Linked DNA regions of Mus musculus: regions 2, 3 and 4 are each linked to region 1. Evidence: chromatin contacts called from public HiCAR-type data. All regions are on one chromosome and are shown on one strand. The core of a region is the stretch at or near the end of the contact, and the rest is flanking DNA. Distances in the headings are between cores, read along the strand shown.

Region 1 (2,841 bases), core at 182-2,681:
AAAAAAATTAAAAAAAACAAGATGATTCTTTTAAATGATAAAAATAAAAGCCACCTCTGCAACTTATTTGAACACTAAGGAATAAAAATATTGGGTGGTTTTCACTTAAGGAACAGTATTTAAAATACTGTTCAACAGGATTTGTGAAGCCCACCATGCAGTCCAGCACATGTATTTAAACATAAATTCATGAAAGCATTAGAAATGATATGAAATGATACTGTTTTTTTCTCCTGTCTCGAGTTATTAAGAAAAAAAAAAGTGTGCAACATGTTGAACTGTGATTACAAACATCCTGTAGCAATGAGCCGATAAAACCACTCGCGCTAATTTTTTTTAATAGACTTTCCTGATGCCAGTTCAGTAAACGTGAGTTTCATACTCTTGCCCCAAAAGGCTCTAGAGGCTGTCACTCTATGCCCTTGACAAGAGTCTCAGGGTAAAAAAAAAAAAAAAAAAAAAAAAAAAGTTTCCTCATTACAACCGTTCCAGAACTTGCTTAAGTCAAGAGGTGGCCTAGGAAGCCCAAAGCTGGAAGGGTAACATACCCGGTTACTAGGGTCACCCACCAGGGACGGGCAGAAAGGAAAGAAGGATAGGAAGGGATAGGGAGTGTAGGACCTGGGGCTACTGATGGGTGGTCTTGCCCGGAGTGCAGGGAGGACACAAGTTGCCCCGCTGCCCCGAGTCACCCTACTCGCCGCACTTCCCTCTTGGAGGGGGCGAGGCCAGCCGCGGAGTGCTGGGCCGACCGTGACCCTCACCGGGGTAGCACGGGGGGGACAGCGGGGCGTCCCGGATCGAAGGGACCAGGGCAACAGGGCGCACAGAACGGTGCCCAAGGCGCGCCCACCCGCTCGCCCGTCCGATCTGATCCCGTTCGGTCTCCTCCGACTGGGGACCCGGCGGATGAGGGCGGTGCCCGGCCCGGCTCCCCAGGGGTCCCCGAGCCCCGCCGCGCCCCGCACCTTTGATCACGTTGCTGTAGATGGTGGGGCGGAACTCCTCGCGCGCGCGCTGGTCGAAGTCCTGGCCGTGGATGATCCGCATCTGCTTCAGGAAGGTGGACTTGCCGCTCTCGCCCGCGCCCAGCAGCAGGATCTTCACCAGCCGCTTCACGTAGGTCTTCTCCCGCGACAGGCATTTGTCGATCTCCTTGGACTTGCGCTGCTGCTCGGCCTCGCCGTTCGTCAGCACGCAGCCCGGGAAGCACACGGACAGCACGGAGCGCGACGGCAGGAAGTCCGCCATCTTGCCGCCGCCGCCGCCTCGGCGGGCCCCTGCGGCTCCTCCACCTCCTCCTCCGGCAGCGGGCGGCTCCGGCAAGGCGGCTGGAGGGCGGGGAGCGCAGCGGCGGCCCGAGCGCGCCCGGGGAGGGAGGGAACCCGAGGACTGACTCGCCAGGGCGGGCCGCGCCGGCCGGGGGAGGGTGGGAGGGAGGGAGGGAGGGAGGGAGGGCGGGCCCGGGGAGGGGCGGCGGCCCTCTGGGCGTGCGCGTGCCCGCTGCCTTTCGGGTACGCGCACGCAGGCACGCCGAGCGGAGGAGGGAGCGGCAGCGGCGGGAGTCACGCGCTCCTGTGCAGCCGGGAGCGCGCTCGGAGAGCGGCGGAGCCCGGGTCACGTGGGCCAGGCTGGGCGCGCGCGCCTGCGGATCCAGAGTTTCTGTTTCCCTTTAGTGCCACCGCTTCCCGGAGCCCCGAGGCGAGTAAGCAAAGCCCATCCTGACCCCTTTCCGCTGGGGCATCTTTCTCACTACAGATCCCACTGCCCTTTCCCATAGTTACTCGCCCGCCGCTTGCTGTCACCTTCACGCGACCTATTTTGAGACCATTGGCTGGGACATCCCCGCACCCGACCAGTGCAAGCCTTCCTTCGTTACAGTTTGCCTTGTTTTGTTTTGTTTTGTTTTAACTCTTGAGACAAGATCCCTGCGGCCCAAGTTGGCTTAAATTTGTGACAATCGTCTTGCTTCAGCCTCCCTGTCCGTTTCTGGTATTACCGGCAGGCAAGAGCTTTCCTTCAAGATCGTGCGTTTAATTAGCAGCGACCCTTCCCCGCCCCCTTGTCATCCTAACCATCCCGAATCTGGAAGGATAAGTAGATGTCAGATGTCGTTATTGATCAACACCTCACCCTAGCAGCTCAGGGCACTATTGATAACCTGCCCTGGTTTGAGGGGAAGTTGGAGTTGATGTTCTCGTGAGATGTGCCAGGAAGGTCGCTGGCGGCTGGCTCACTCATTAGATTCCCATCCGAGCTGCACTTGTGACTTGGGTAATGCCTTCTGAGGTCAGTGAATGGTGGAGAGGGTGAGGTCATGTTGAAAATCCCCCTAAACCGGACACTCTGATGCACGTTCTTCCCAAGGAAGCAGATAAGCGCTCAGCCTAGGACTGCAGCAGGCACATTTTGGGTTTCCTGCCGGATTACAGAGGATATGACAGACAAGAAACTTTTTTTTTTCTGTCATACCAGCAGATCAGGCCAGAACACCTGAAAAAGAGACTCCTGGGGAACACGTGACTAGTGACAGCTGAATGACTGTAGCAAGGACCTCAGAAGCCAACTTCTTCATTCTTGTCAGTTTCAAAGTTGATGCCTGTCTGGTTTTGCTCCTGGGACCTGACTCGTGTGCAACTTGGGAACTTCCTGTGTGTTAGGGAGTTGGGGTAAAGAGGTCAACACCGTGACATGCACAAGTTTAAAATTTTAAAAACCAGCACTATAAGTCAGTCCATCAGTTACTGTCCATTTGGGCCAATGACTGGGTAGCTCACGACTCACTCACTACACTGGCTGCAGTAAACAATACATGTAGTAGAATTGTCTCCTGTTACATCC
Region 2 (2,860 bases), core at 221-2,720, 2.2 Mb after region 1:
GCAAGATCTAGGAGACTCAGGAAGTAAACAAAATTTTCAAGTCTAAGTAAGCTGCAACCTGTAAAATTCACAAGCCCCACCTCCAAATTATACAAGCAGTAAACTGTCCTGGCCTTAGCTGTCTGTCAGAGAGTGGGGGAATCTTCAGAAATGAAACTTGTGTGATTCTTCACCCATACTGAGGTTAATGGAAGCATGGCTAACGTGAGCACAGAGCACTGTTGATTTCATTCTGTGAATGCATCTCCCAGGAGCCAAGGCTGGCTGCCAACCTGTCGATCAGTCTGCCTCAGCCTGCCAAGGGCTGGGCAAGTCCTGCTAAGTTTCTTTTTTTGTTTGTTCTTAAAGACAGTCTTAGGGCTGGAGAGATGGCTCAGAGGTTAAGAGCACTGGCTGCTGTTCCAGAGGTCCTGAGTTCAATTCCCAGCATCCACATGGTGGCTCACAACCATCTGTAATGGGATTTGATTCACTCTCTTCTAGTGTGTCTCTGAAGACAGCTGTAGTGGACTCATATAAATAAAACAAGCCTGGCATGGTGGTGCACTTGAGAGGCAGAGGCAGGCAGATTTCTGATTTCAAGGCCAGCCTTGTCTACAGAGTGAGTTCCAGGACAGCCAGGGCTATACAGAGAAACCCTGTTTCATAAAACCAAAAAAAAAAAAAAAAAAGATAAAACAAAAAACCTTTAAAGACAGTCAGTCTTGGGGCTGGCGAGATGACTCAGTGCTAAGAGCACTGACTGCTCTATCAAAGGTCCTGCGTTCGAATCCCAGCAACCACATGGTGGTTCACAACCATCGTAATGAGACCTGACACCTTCTTCAGGCACATCTGAAGACAATTACAGTGTACTTATGTATAATAATAAATAAAAACTTAAAAAAAAAAAGATAGTCAGTCTTTCTGTGTAGCTAAGGCTGGCCTAGAATTCTATGTAGACCAAATTGATCTCGAATTTACTGAGATCCCCCTGCCTCAGTCTCCAGAGTGCTGGGATCAAAGGCATGTGCCGCCACGCCCAGCTAGATTTCGGGTTTTTGTTTTGTTTTGTTGTTTTTTTAATCAAAAGAGTTGTACATTCTGATAATCTGGAAAAGATTTCTCTACCAGCACCAAAAACGATAGTTAAAATAAATGCCCACGAACTAGCCGTCTCTGGAGGGTTAGGGTAAGCGAGATTAGGCATTTTGAAACAGAACCTTAACTGCCATCTGCAGGTTAATATTTTTCCCTTCTGGCATATTGTGGTAGGACTTTTTAGAGTTCACTAGCATATTTTTAAAATATGTTTTTTTTTATATCAGGCCGTTTTTAAACTTATCTCTCACCTTCCAAGAGGTGAAACAAGAGGGCAAGGGAGCCGACTCAGCGATTTCTGTCTCTACTAGCCGGGAGGCGTGGCCTCGAGGGTCTTGAGCGTTCGCACGTGGTCTAGACTCCACCCACTGGGCGGTGTTCGCCTCCTCCTCTTCCGCCCGCCAGGGGTCGCAGTTCTGCTCGAGCTGATTTTCCTCCTTGGTGTCGGTCGCTCTCGCGAGAGGAAGCACAAAGGCTGCCGGGAAGCATGCCCGGGCTGTAGGCCAACCCAAAATGGCAACCCTGGAAGAAGAATTCACGTTGTCTACTGGAGTCTTAGGCGCCGGGCCTGAGGGATTCCTAGGTGTAGAGCAGACTGACAAAGCCGACCAGTTCCTAGTGACGGACAGCGGCAGGACCGTCGTCCTTTACAAGGTGAGGACGGTGGGGCTGGCCGGCAGGTGTCTCGCCTCTGTCCGAAGCCGGGGGCGGGAGGCTTGAGTTTCTCACACTTGGGAAGGAAAGCCGGGAGCGGGCGTGACAGAGACCCGGGGTGCGACAGAGTCGGCGGGACGCCGCATGAGGTTCAGAAGTTGTTTGTCAGTAGTGAGGACCGGCGTATTTCCGAGTGACGTGCGGCGGTGTCTGGGTGCACATGGGATGAGCTGGGGACCTGTGCCTCCCCTTTCCCCGGGGACAGAGCCTGGCCGAGGGGACCACGTCTGTCACCCAGCAGCTTGCATGACACTGACAGGTTGAAAATGTGTGTTCTCCAGGACATCCTCCGCTCCTTGGGGTCCCGGGGGCGGGGTGAGTCGGATGGTGGGAAGAGGCAGGGATTTCTTGGTGTCCTAGAAAGATTGGACAGTTCTGCATCACACTGTGAAAGTCGCAGTCTCACCCGCTTTGCAGCCTGATTCCCGGCTCAACAAGCATACGTAGAGCCTTGTTATAGCAATCATCTACAAAGCACGTTTTTTAAGCTGGAGTTTTGAAGTTTGTTGTTGTTGTCGTCATTTTGGTTAGTATTTTGGGTTTTCGAAACAGGGTTTCTCTGTGTAGCCCTGGCTGTCCTGACTCTGTAAACCGAACTCATAGAGATGCATTGGAATTAAAGGCGTGTGCCACCACCACCAATGCCCCTGAACAGTTTCTTGTGTCATTAAAAAAGTTATCCATCTGCAAGGGCTGGAGAGAGTATTGGCTGCTCTTCCGGAGGACTGGGGTTCAATTCCCAGCACCCACATTGCAGCTCACAACTGTAACAACGGGATCTAACACCCTCACACAGACATACAAGCAAACAAAACACCAGTGTACGTAAAAACAACAGGAACAACCGAAAAACTAAGTTATTCAGGAAAAAAAAAGTTACCCAAGTGTTTTATTGTTTTGGGGACAGGTTGCCAACAATCCCCTATACTGTTGGTTTAAACTTCCCTTCAAACTTGGGGCTGTCTACTAATTTGGCAGTTTCTGCATAGGAATACAATAGTTGATGACAGTTAGGTGGACTTGCACCAACCTGATTTTCTCTACCTCTGTTCCACAAGTAATCAAT
Region 3 (2,853 bases), core at 181-2,680, 2.6 Mb after region 1:
GATGCCTATGTCGCACAGCTGACCAAGCCATGACAACCATTTTGGAAAGAGAGGAAAGCGTCCTAGACAACCGAATCAATTGGCTTTTCAAAGGCAGTACTAGAAAATGCCAGTTACTCTAGAGGGCATCAAAAGAACTTATGAGTGCTATGCCTCAAAAAGGAAAAAAAAATCAATATAAAGATAAGTTCTGCCTTAGTCCAAACAAAGCAAGGGGAAAGAGAGACAGTCTGTGGATAGATACCCCACAAAAATTCGGATCCAAGAAAGGATCTTGACTGCTCTATATAGACAGGATGCGGGTGTCCCAGGCTCGACAAAGAGTTCCTATCTCATCCCAAGTCTCAGTTCCACGTCTGGAAACCGCAAGAGGTTTCGAGGCTGAGACCCTAAATTCATAGAACCCCCCCCCCCACCGCGCGCGCGACTGCAACTAGTGTCCGACAGTCCCGAGCCTCCGCAGCGGCGCAGACGCGGTTCAGATTCAGCCCAAGGTCCGCGGAATGCTGCAGTACAAAACCACCAGGGCTCCAGGCCGAGACTCACCAGCCTCTGAGCTGGCCATACTGCCAGGAGAGGTCGCGGCCGGACTCCAAGACGAGAGCGCGGGCGACGGTGTCCCAGAAGGGTCGAACTCGGTCGAGCCGACGGGAGGAGGAGGGGGCAGACACTAGCGAGCGGGGAAGGAGGGGTGGAAGAGGGAGGGACGTTAAAACGGCTTCTCGACGCTGATTGGACAGCAGAGGAGCACTTCCTCGCAGCACGCGCTGAGGCGGCAGTTTGCGGGCTCCAGATACCATTCCCCGCGGTCAAGATCCCGCTTACGGGTTCTCAGATCGGCGGGCAGGGCAGCCAGGTCACCCAGCAGCCCGGCCGATCTCCCCGGGGGCGTTGGAGCCGCGCTTCCGGTGAGTTGGTGGTTTGGTGTTCCTCCGCCGAGAGACCAAGCGAGGAAGTAGTGCGATCCGCCTTGCCCTGGGTCCGATCACGTGATGAGGCCAAGCTCCGCCTCCCTGGTCTCCTTCGGTTATGGGCGTGGGGGGAGTCTGTGGAGACGTAAACATCTTCAAGTAGAGTCGGTGGAATGGCTGGCGCTGGCCATTTTAAGGACCGTCTGGCCACGGGGAAGCAGCTTGTCTGAGGTGTAGCGAGACGAGAGACGGCGGTGTCGCCAAAAGGGCGTCGGGGCGAGGCATTCTAGTGGTGTCACCCAGTCGTGAAGCGAGTAATAAACGGGCGCCGGGGAGGGAGCGCCCGCCCGCGGAGGGGGAGGGGCGAGAACATGGCGGATTCCGGAACCCGGGCGGGCGGGCGTTGAGGGCCTCCGAGCCAGGGGGGCGGGGTGATTAGGTCATAGAGCGGCTCCCAGCGTGCTTTGCGGCGAGGAGGCGGTCCAGACTATAAAAGCGGCTGCCGGGACGCAGCCGGCACCTCATTCATTTCCATCGGTCCTTGCCCTCGCAGCTCCGGCCCTCGACACCACCGGCCCCTCCGCTGGTGACGCCCCCGCAGAGGCTTCGCCGTCGCCGAGGCCTTCTCTCCGCGACTCGTCGCCGCAGGATTCTACTTTCACTGGGTTCCGCCCGCACACCGCCACCATTGACGCCATGTCGAGTTATTCTAGTGACCGAGACCGCGGCCGGGATCGAGGGTGAGTGTGACAAGAGACCTGTCAGGCCGGGTGGGGGATGGGAGAGCGGCGCGGCCGAAGGCTCGCCTTCCCAACCGACCTTTAGATTTTTTTTTTTCCCTTCCTGAAAGGAGGCCTGGCTTTTGTCACACGTCCGGTTAAAAGCCGTTAAAGGCTACGCTTCGGGTAATGGCGTTCAACCTTTTTTTTTTTTTTTTTTTTTTTTTTTTTGGTCCGGGAGGGTGGGCCGGGACCCGGGGCGGCCCGGCGACCTCGCGGCTGTTGAGGGAAACCCGGAGGAGTGTTTTCGGTCGGGAAGCGCCGCGCCTTTGAGGCGGTTCCCGGCGTCGTTTGCGCAATCTTTCGTTGGGTTGTTTTTTGAGGGGGGCCCCCCCTTCCGGTATCCCCGGGGGAAAGAAGGGGCGCTTTCGAGGTCCCCTGTGCCCCGTTGGGTGGCCTACGCCGGCGGATTCGGCCATGTGGCGGAGCCGCAGCCACAAAATGCCGGCCTCGGACATGGCGGCGGCGCCTTTGTTACCCCGCCCGGCGGAGGAGCTCAAAATGGCAGCGGCGAGAAAATGTGGCGCAGAGAGAAATGCGAGACAAAGAAGGAAGCGCCGCCCCAGCGGGAACGCCGCCCGGGCCGGGACTCCTCCCCCGGTTGCTTTCGGCTCCTCCTCTTTTTCTCCCTCGCGTTATATAATTTTGTTACCTTGGTTTGCAGCCGTTCGCGGCGTTTCCCTAGACTCGGCTCGCTGGCGCCTGTTCCCCTTTCTACCCTGTCCGCCGTGCTAGCCTCGTTCAGCTGCTCACATTGCCTTTGCGGCCCCGTTATTTCTTTAAGATTAGGTCCTTTGATGAAAACGGGCAAAAATAACCTTCCTAAGCTCCTCCCTTCTTGCCCAGCTCCTAGACGCTAATGCCTAAGCTCTGTGGGGAGAGAAGATGGAGGCTCTAACTCTTGTCCTTGTAATCTGGTCAGATGTTTGGGCTGTTTGCCACCTGATAAACCCACGATGTTTATTTGGCCTCAGTAGAGTGTGCTTGGGACTTCAGAAAAGAAACGCTGCCAGTTGTGGCTGTCCTTAGAATGACAGTTGGGAAGGATTCCAGAAGCACACTTTGGCTCTATCAAAAGGCAGCAGATGAAATGTGAGGGCAAACCTGTTCATGCAGTATCTTTCACAATGTGCCCAACTTTTGTTTTGTGTGTGTGTAGGTTT
Region 4 (2,837 bases), core at 174-2,673, 2.2 Mb after region 1:
AGGAGGTTCACAAGTTTGACAGCAGCTTGGAGTTCATAGTGAGAGTCTGGCAAAACCCACCACTGCAGGGTGTGGTGCCATATACCTTTGCTCCCAGCAGAGGCTGGTGGATCTCTACTAGGAGCTGGAGGGCAGCCTGGTCTACATAGTGATTTCCAGGCTATCCAGGGCCTTACAGCGAGACCTTGCCCTAATAAAACAAAATAAAACACCCACTATCACCAAGGAATATCAGAAGATCTGCTTATTTGGGCCTGCATTGCTATAGCTGCAGCCTTTGTTTACCCAAGAACTCTTGTGGCTTACTTTCTTTCCTTTGGTGTCTTATGAGGTCCCTGTGGGTAAGTTTACCACTCTCAGAGATCAACCAAAGTGAATACATAATAACTTAGTTGGCAATTAGTAATTTTCACTTCATTTCTATTCACCGAACTATATTGTAATAAGTCAGTTAGTTAGTGGGCTGAATCCTATTAACGATTTTTCTTCAAATTACTTTTTCTGTTCTCACATCTATTAATAATCACTCATATAGGTTCCTTAAACCTTTCTTTTCTTTCCAGAGTCCACCCCGAGGACCCTGTGTTGAGCCACCTCAATTTAGCAACATTTGGTGCATGTGCCTGCGATTTCACTTTAGTGACTAGCACCCTAGGTCAAACCAAGACTGGTAATTTGTCAGGTAGACATTATTTCCAGGTAACACAAACACATAACTTTGTGAAGCCAATTCTAGACAGGACGCCATCCTTCCTATCCTTAAGTTCTGGCTGAGGTGTGGAAGTTCGTAGCTGGGAAGAGAGAAAGGTGCCTGGAGGCCGCTAGGAACCACGCTCTGGAATTTAACCCCGGGCTCTGAGGGTGGGAACTCAGGAAAGTCAGTGAAACCACGCTGGGGGTGTGGCTCCCAGCGTGCATTCCTGGAACAACTTCAGGACCCTCTAGATCCAAGCCTTTGGGAGCTCTCTATTGGGACTGACTTAGCTCCAGCTCCTGTACCTGCGTGGGTGGCTTTGCGTAGTGACTGCCCCCAGTCTGTAAGTCGTGCCTCTACGCGAGACGCCCCTCTCCCCTTTTTTTGCATTAGTTTCCCAAAAGGACCGGCGACTTGGGAGGAAAATTCCCTGTTTTCCGGCCCCGGTTTGGGAGACACGCATTGAGGTCTCCCTAAGACCTCAGCTGAGGGGGAGGTGGTCTCCCAGGAGGAGACCCCAGCCTGGGGGGACACCCCACGCTACCCATCTCGCTCCTGCGCCGCCGCCGTGCAGCCGCGCAGGGGCGCTCCGGGGCCTCCCCGCCCCCGCCGCGCCGCTCCCGCGCTCCCCCTAGCGGCCGCCGCGCCGCCTCGCTCTGTCCCAGGCTCGTCGGGCGGCGCAGCTCACGTGACCGCGCTCCGGGCCTGCGGCCGCTGTCGGTTCCCCCAGTCACCGAGCGAGAGGGAAGAAACAAGATGGCGGCTGCAGGCGATCCGGAGCGGGGCCCCGGCAATTCGGACTGAGCCTTCTCCCTCCACCCCGCCGCTGCCGGGCCGCGCCCCTCCCGCCCGGACCCCGGCGCCCTCCCCTCCCCCTCGGCCCCGGCGCCCCCCGCGCCCCTCCCCCACCCCTTCCGCTCCCCCCCCACCCCCCCGCAAGCCGCGGCTCCGACATGAGGGGCCGGCGGGGCAGGCCGCCCAAGCAGCCCGCGGCTCCTGCTGCGGAGCGCTGCGCCCCGGCCCCGCCGCCGCCGCCGCCGCCGCCACCACCGCCGCCGCCACCGCCGCCGCCGCCGCCGCCCGCCTCCGGACCCATAGGGGGGCTGCGCTCGCGGCACCGCGGCAGCAGTCGGGGCAGGTGGGCCGCCGCCCAGGCTGAGGTGGCGCCCAAGACCCGGTTGAGCTCGCCCAGGGGGGGCGGCCGCAGGAAACAGCCGCCACCGCCACCGCCGGCCTCCGGCAGCAGCGCCAGCGGCCCGGGCCGGGGGGGCCGAGGAGGCGGGGGCGGCAGGACGGGGGGCGGGGGCGGCCACCTGGCCCGGACCACCCCGGCCCGCCGCGCCGTCAACAAAGTGGTGTACGATGACCACGAGAGTGACGACGACGACGAGGAGGAGGACATGGTCTCGGAGGAGGACGAGGAGGAGGAGGAGGATGGCGACGCCGAGGAGACCCAGGATTCCGAGGACGAGGAGGAAGATGACATGGAAGAAGACGACGATGACTCCGATTATCCGGAGGAGATGGAAGACGACGACGACGACGCTAGTTACTGCACGGAAAGCAGCTTCAGGAGCCATAGTACATACAGCAGCACTCCAGGTAACCACCCAGGCCGCCGGGAGACTCCTTCCCCACCTCCTCCCTCCCCCTGGCTTGCTCCCTCTCCAGTGCAGTGCATCCTGCTTCCTAGCTCCCCCCCCCCTTCCCGGCCTGTCCCCCACGCGGAGGCCACGGCGCGTCTAGTGACAAAAAAAAAAAAAAAAAAAGAAAAAAAAGACAAAAACAAAACTAGATTTGCAAGAGGAAAGAGGCGCATTGTTCAAAATGGAGATTGCATTGTTGCAGTTTGCAGGCCACAGACTCGTTCGCTCTTCTCCCCCCTCCCTCTTTATCCCCTTCAAAATTTGTGCCAAGTGCGGTGGCTCCACCAGGCAGGATTGAAACTTTGGCACACAAGTATCCATTGAGTTCGTCTTTCTCCCCTTGTTTTGGTACGAGTATTTTATTTATTTATTTTGCGATGAAAGAAGCCTCCTGCTTTGCAAACCGTTGCATGTCTAATACGTTTTGTTTTAGATTTAAAAGAAAAATTATCTGTTCCTTAAAAGAGAATTTCGATGGTGGTACCACACCTAGACGT

Evidence for each region. HiCAR-type assays count read pairs that join an accessible place to other places.
Region 2: a contact with region 1 is called in a HiCAR-type map of astrocytes, with 4 times the contacts expected there. The contact joins the promoter of Nol11 here to the promoter of Gna13 in region 1. A contact is called at or near these places in 2 of 115 datasets of contacts at active chromatin or transcription factors (astrocytes and embryonic stem cells).
Region 3: a HiCAR-type map of astrocytes shows a contact between it and region 1, with 5 times the contacts expected there. The contact joins the promoter of Ddx5 here to the promoter of Gna13 in region 1. A contact is called at or near these places in 1 of 39 promoter capture datasets (erythroid cells) and 1 of 115 datasets of contacts at active chromatin or transcription factors (astrocytes).
Region 4: a HiCAR-type map of astrocytes shows a contact between it and region 1, with 8 times the contacts expected there. The contact joins the promoter of Bptf here to the promoter of Gna13 in region 1. A contact is called at or near these places in 1 of 484 Hi-C or Micro-C datasets (embryonic stem cells) and 2 of 115 datasets of contacts at active chromatin or transcription factors (astrocytes and embryonic stem cells).

Annotation. Positions count from the first base shown.
Region 1 is chr11:109,361,384-109,364,224 of GRCm38.p6, reverse strand. It overlaps Gna13 (guanine nucleotide binding protein, alpha 13), which reads right to left and starts at 1,431. Exons shown (of 4, transcript NM_010303.3): 1 at 969-1,431. The coding sequence starts at 1,251. It overlaps Gm11696 (predicted gene 11696), which reads left to right and starts at 571. Exons shown (of 2, transcript NR_038097.1): 1 at 571-1,119.
Region 2 is chr11:107,187,991-107,190,850 of GRCm38.p6, reverse strand. Nol11 (nucleolar protein 11) reads left to right here and starts at 1,470. Exons shown (of 18, transcript NM_133702.3): 1 at 1,470-1,734. The coding sequence starts at 1,594. It overlaps Gm39425 (a long non-coding RNA gene), which reads right to left and starts at 1,524. Exons shown (of 3, transcript XR_880257.3): 1 at 1,332-1,524.
Region 3 is chr11:106,787,071-106,789,923 of GRCm38.p6, reverse strand. Ddx5 (DEAD box helicase 5) reads left to right here and starts at 1,430. Exons shown (of 13, transcript NM_007840.3): 1 at 1,430-1,651; 2 at 2,850-2,853. The coding sequence starts at 1,608. Cep95 (centrosomal protein 95) reads right to left here and starts at 672. Exons shown (of 20, transcript NM_177088.3): 1 at 547-672. The coding sequence starts at 565.
Region 4 is chr11:107,130,733-107,133,569 of GRCm38.p6, reverse strand. It overlaps Bptf (bromodomain PHD finger transcription factor), which reads left to right and starts at 1,423. Exons shown (of 28, transcript NM_176850.3): 1 at 1,423-2,296. The coding sequence starts at 1,648.